2 separate regions of the Sus scrofa genome follow, and region 1 is linked to region 2. Evidence: chromatin contacts called from public Hi-C data. All regions are on one chromosome and are shown on one strand. The core of a region is the stretch at or near the end of the contact, and the rest is flanking DNA. Distances in the headings are between cores, read along the strand shown.

Region 1 (2,749 bases), core at 228-2,727, 92 kb after region 2:
GCACATAGCGAGCAGCCAGGCTCAGAACATCTGGAGAGGTGTCCTCGCGGTACAGCACCCGGCCCCTGCCGTGACTTGTGTCGATGTCGGCCAGGAAGGGGGCGATGGCCGGGAAGTCTGTGGGGAAATCGTCGTCCACATACTGGGTCTCCCTAGGGAAGTCCTGGGTGGAGATGATGCCGTTGGTGCCCACCTAGGGGATGATGAGGGGGACAAAAAGGTGACGGTCGCGTATGTTGTAGGAAGCCCAAGGGCGGCCACCACAGGTCGGTACACCCGGCCTCCGCAAGGAGGGAAGGGAACCGCCCCGGGCATGAAGCGCCCTCTTCCCCATCGGCTGGAAACTCTTCTCCTGGTTCAGAGCGACCAGCGCAACTTCAGCCATCGTCCCACCCACCACCCCTACCCCATAAGCGCATGGCAATAGGTCCAGGAGCCCTAAAACCGGATCACCTATCTTCTCTCTTCCCGCACAACCCTGGAAAAAAAGCTCCAGGTCCGAGGAGGGAACACCCAGCTCGGCAGATGTTCACAGCTTTCTCGCTGCCCTAATTGGAAACCCTACTGGCCTCTTTAGCAGCTCCACCTGGGACGCTAATGCCGCTGCGAACAATTCTTCCTCTCTTGAAGCAAGAAACAGCGGATCCTGAAAAGCATCGATGCAAAGCCAGGTCCCACCCTAAGGACGCTCCAAGACCGACGGCCTTGCGGACTATTTCCTCCCTTCAGAAGGCAGGGGTTCGGTGAGATCCACGCTACACTGACCCCTGAGCAGAAGCTGCAAGAAATATGCCGCGTCCCTTACCAGGATGAAGCTCAACTTACATAGAGGTCGCTAAATTGGGCATCGTAGAAGCGCAGGGGAAGAGCCAGCTTCACCGCGGCTGAGCTTTCGTCGTCGCCTTCCTGCAGGAGTTGGTCCCCCAGCGACTGCCCGTAAGGGAATAGCTCGTCCGGCTGCAGCGCCACGGCTCGGGACAGCAGCAGTAGCAGCAGCAGCGGCGGCGCCCGCAGAGCTGGCCGCCTGGCCCCCCGGTACCCCCGCATGCTCGTTCGGCCCTGGGCTGCCCGGCGGCACAGCACTTCCCAGCCTGGCCTGCCAGCCCACTAGCCGAGCCGCGCCGGCCTCCAACCTGGATCACCGCGGGCGCCAGGGCGAGGCGGGACTTTAAGCCCGCCCTAGCCTGATTGGCCTCGTCCCTGAGCCTGGGACCAATTGCCGGCTCTGAGAAAGTTCGACAGCAGCCGCCACATCTGGTTCTCGTTAAAAGTTTTCTAAGGCAGCGGTCAACCGAGTGGCTGGACTGCAGAGGTGAAAGCCCCTGGCCCGTGCTTGGAACTACGCCTTCTCCTCCGCTTCCGCTCCCCAAAAGCTCAAGGGGTCACCTTCACCCCACCAGTGGAAGCCGGCCAGGGGTCCCGCCGAGACCCTCCCCCGGACCAAGTGGCCCGCACTGTCCGAAGGCAGCAGCGCTGCAGATGACCTCAGTGTGAAGGGGCACCCCGCGGCAGTGTGTACAGCTGCTAGCTGGCACGATGTGTCCCGCGCAGGCGAACAGGGCGAAGCTGGCGAGGTTTACGGTTTGAGCCCTGCCCTGGGGTCCCTGGCCGAGAAGCAAAAGTCAATGTCGCAGCCTCAGCTTCCTCGCCCGCTCCACTCAGAGACGCGATGCGGAGAAGCACGTTTGTATGGAGCCGGGAGTGGGGAGTCGGGGAGTGGGGTGGGTGGGGGGAGCGTAGCTGACTCCGAAATTCTATACCCCTCCCGAAGGCCGCCTCCAAGGAGGACTGGGCCACTGGGCCAAAATGCCTGCCAGTCCCAGTCAAGAGAGTTATTTACCTTCCCCGGGGAAAACCGCGCCCGGAGAAGCAATGAAACACGACTATGTGATGGGCTGTTTGGGGCGTGGAATGAGGCATCCGGTTTGGACACCAAGCAGAAATGGGCCACGGCGCCACGGTGGAGGGACTCTGGGTCTCTAGCCCCACTGTCTGTGGACATCTGAGCGGCCCGTGACCGCAGCCGCAGAGGTGGTAATCCGAGCTCTCTGCGGGACTGGAAACCACACAACCTCCAAACCAGATGCCACGGTGTGGGGGAACCCCATGCACCATAAACATCCTCACTGCCAAGAGCCAGAAGCCGGACTAGATTTTATTACCAATTTTATTATCAAGAGATTGAAATTTCCCAGATAGTCTGTTTTCTCACTCAGGCCCCACATAGGGTCCTAGGAAGCAAAGGTATTTAAAAGAAGGGAAAGGCAAACCCTTGGAAATGCCTTAAGGGACTCTCAAAAGACAGATTTTTTTTGTGGGTGTTTATTCTAGTTATATAAACCCTTACCAGCCCACAGGGCCAACCTCTAAAATCTTGTAAAGATCAGACTGTGAGATTCATGAAATCAACAAAAAAAGGAAAACTGGCCCAAAGCAGTTTGCTTCCTCGGACTGTGGAGACCTGCACATTTGGTGTTCCAAAAATGTATTTGTTTTTGCATATATGTTCTCATTTAGAGATATTTTCATTGTAATGAGGAGGAAATGGAAGCTCAAAATCATTAAGTGGCTTGATTTGCCCAAGATCACCTAGAGTTACTCCTTGCTATGAAATCATTCACCCACTTTCTGTAGCTTTTGTAAACCTCTCAACTGAGAATAATAATTGCTAACATGTATGTAGTGGTAATGAGCCATAGGTTAGTGGGTCAGGCAGACCCTTAGATCCCCTCCTGTGGGATCATCCATT
Region 2 (3,162 bases), core at 108-2,607:
TTTATCACTTTCTAACTCTAGATTATAAGTATTTATTTACATGTCTAATTTTGCTTTTATACTTGAATATCCTGAAAATATCTCACTCATTTGTATGGCCCACAAGTACCAGCACAGTGTTTAATTATAATCTGTTGAAATAAAATGAAGCATATAAAGTTGGCTTGCCTCCAAGAACATCAATAGCTCCCCTTAGCATGGCATGAAAGGTCGTTTTTGATCAGGCCCTGGTCTTTGGCTAAGTCTCATCCACTGTCATTCTCTTCTACCCTCCAACTTCCATAAGCTCTAGCCACTCTGGCCCAGCTGCTGTTCACTCCTTTACTTTGTATGTCTTCTTCCCTCAATGCAAGCTACCCTTTTGATGGTATGGCAAACTCCTCACCATCTTCAAGCCATAGTTCAGACTTGTTTGTTTTGTCTTCCCTCAACAACCTTTTAAACTTCAGGAGAGTACGGGCCTGGTAGGTCTTGCTCACTGCTGTCTCTCCAGTGTATGAATGCAGATTGGGGGAATGAAGAAGCATATTAATATATAAATTGAAGTTTTGATTATTTCAAAGGCAGCAGGAACCCACAAAAGGATACTAAGCATTAAACGGTAATGAACAGGTTTTTGTTTCAGAAAATCACTATCATTGCTGACTGTGATGGTGGGAGTGGAGTTGGGAGGATTGGAAAAAGCAAGACTGGCCCTAAGAAATAAGATAGAATAAGCAAAAATGATGAAGGCCTGATTTGAGGTAGCATCAGTGAGGTTGGGAGGAGGAGAGGGATTTGAGAAAGACATGAGAGACAGAACAGCATGAATTAATGAAGTATTGGATGTTGTAATTGAGGTTGATAGGGAGTGAAGGATAAGTCCAGGTTTTTGGCTTCAAGATTCCATAGCTGCTAGTGATGTCTGGAACTATTATACAGTATTATATTTGTTTGTTTACCTGTCGATCACTCCCTACTTAGTGAGAAAGGGACCTTGCTAAAAAGTCTTTTTTATTAGCAGCGTTAGAAGGAGGCATGTAATAATTCAATGAATGGGTGAATACGCTGAAAATACTAAACAGATTATACGATTCAATAAGAGGCATGGCGATAGCAGAATCTAAGTATACCGTGCTCTGCGGGGTGTATCAACACCGCGAGGAAAACAACAGGTAACCGGCCACTAAGTTGCATTCTGCCTAATGCACAACTAGTAAGCTGACAATAAAGTTTATTTGAGCGTCGACGTGCCTCAACGTGGCCCCGCCTCCCCAACCGGAGCTACGATTGGTGGGCATTGGCCGGCGGCTGCCGATCCTAAAGCCAGGATTGGCTAAGGCCGCCGTCATTTCGGAGCGTCCCGGCTCCCGACGCCCTCTCGCCGCGTCGTCGGTGCCTGCGCCGCTCGCTCTTCCTCGGTTCTCCCCTCCCGGCTGAAGACCGGGGACCGGAGCGAGCAGACTGGGACCATGTTCCGACGCAAGCTGACGGCCCTCGACTACCACAATCCTGCTGGCTTCAACTGCAAAGGTGAGGCGGCGGCCTTGGGCCGGCCGCGTGTCAGTGACCCCGCGGGCCACCGCTCCCTCGGCGCCGGCATCCGGGCACGCTACCCGGGCCGTTCGCGGCCTTGTCTCCCCGGGACTTATCTTCTCCCACCCGCCGGGCACCTGAAGCTTCCTTGGCTTCAGAGCCCCGTCACCCGTTCTTTGTGTCCTTGCTAAACTCCGGACACCACTCTCACCTCCTGCCCGCACCCTCAGCTCTCTAGAGGGAAAGTCTTTTTTTCTCTTAGCCCTCAATGCGCTGGTTGCCGGGTCACAGGGTGACGCCGTGAGCACCTGCTGGGGGCCAGCGCAGTGCTGGAATCCGAGGAAGATGCGGCGTAACTTGAACACCAGTTAGTTCACTGCCTGCCAGGAACTAAGGGGTCGGGGTGGGCAGTGAGAACCCACCGAGCAGTTTGAGCTCAAATGTTAATGAGGTCCTGGGCTGGCAGTGTTGGGATACACGCGTATAATAACGGGCTAATTACAGTGTGTGGGTCGTGCAAAAAAAGTTAGCAGCAGCTGAATGGGGCGGTTGAATTGTAAATACGAAGGTATTTGGGATTTCACAGTGTTAAAATTGTAGAAGAAAAAAAAGTATTAAGATTGCTACCCCACTGTTACACAGCTACTACCCACCACTACTTGTTTTTTTTCCAGAATTCTTAGCCTGTAGTAGACTAGTAAGTTTGAAAGTGTTCAAGTACAACCTGGCATGTTCAGAAGATGGTGAAATTCTCAAGACTTCATAATTTGAATTCCAGCTTGAATTTTGAAATTGAAAATAATTTCCAAGCAGTCTAACAGTGTTTTGTTGATCTCCTGTAGAAGCATGTCAATTTATAGACTCTTGTTTTTCTACTTTGCCTTTTATTTAACAAAAAAGGTTCAAGGCAGTAGAGCTTAGAGCTGGATTTCAAATCTTTGAGCCTCAATTTTCACACTTGTGCGATAAGGATATTCCTACCGCAAGAGAATGTGAGGTACATGAACACCTATGAACTTTTTCATGAATGGTTTTAATATGCTGTAATAGTAAACAGTAGTAGTTGACTGTATCGCCTTTGTATTTATCATTTAATTTGACATCCCCCCCCCCTTCTTTTTACTGCTGCATCTGTGGCATATGGAAGTTCCCAGGCTAGCTGTTGAATCAGAGCTGCAGCTACCAGCCTACACCACAGCCACGGCAATACCAGATCTGAGCCACATCTGCAGCCTATGCCTCAGGTTGTGCCAATGCTGGATCCTTAATCCACTGAGCAAGGCCAGGGATTGAATCGAATCTTCACAAAAACGTCAGGTCTTAACCTGTTGAGCCACATGGGAAAACCATCCTTTAATTTCTTGTACTTTATTATTGCTGTAAATTTAATGTTTTCCAATTCTTCCTCCTCCCTTCCCCAAAGGAACTTGGAAAATAACTGATATTTTAATAGCAAAACTATGTGCCAGATACTTTTAATCTTTAAATAATTTACTTAACCTTCATAACAGCCCTGTGAGGTAAGTCCTGTTATTCCCCCCCCCCCCGCCTCCCTCCCCCCGTTTTGTAACTCAGGAGTCTGAGGCACAAGAAATTTAGGTAATTAGCCTAAGTTCACATAATCACAAGATGTGTGTAGTCAGAATT

Evidence for each region. Hi-C and Micro-C count contacts between places; a contact is called where the count stands out from the background.
Region 1: a Hi-C map of skeletal muscle shows a contact between it and region 2, with 4 times the contacts expected there. The contact joins the promoter of NID2 here to the promoter of C1H14orf166 in region 2. A contact is called at or near these places in 6 of 47 Hi-C or Micro-C datasets (adipose tissue, embryonic fibroblasts, heart right ventricle and 2 more) and 1 of 2 datasets of contacts at active chromatin or transcription factors (skeletal muscle).

What each region holds. Positions count from the first base shown.
Region 1 is chr1:181,771,607-181,774,355 of Sscrofa11.1, forward strand. It overlaps NID2 (nidogen-2), which reads right to left and starts at 1,478. Exons shown (of 20, transcript XM_021101930.1): 1 at 826-1,478; 2 at 1-193. The coding sequence starts at 1,047.
Region 2 is chr1:181,680,011-181,683,172 of Sscrofa11.1, forward strand. C1H14orf166 (chromosome 1 open reading frame, human C14orf166) reads left to right here and starts at 1,358. Exons shown (of 8, transcript NM_001243494.1): 1 at 1,358-1,512. The coding sequence starts at 1,452.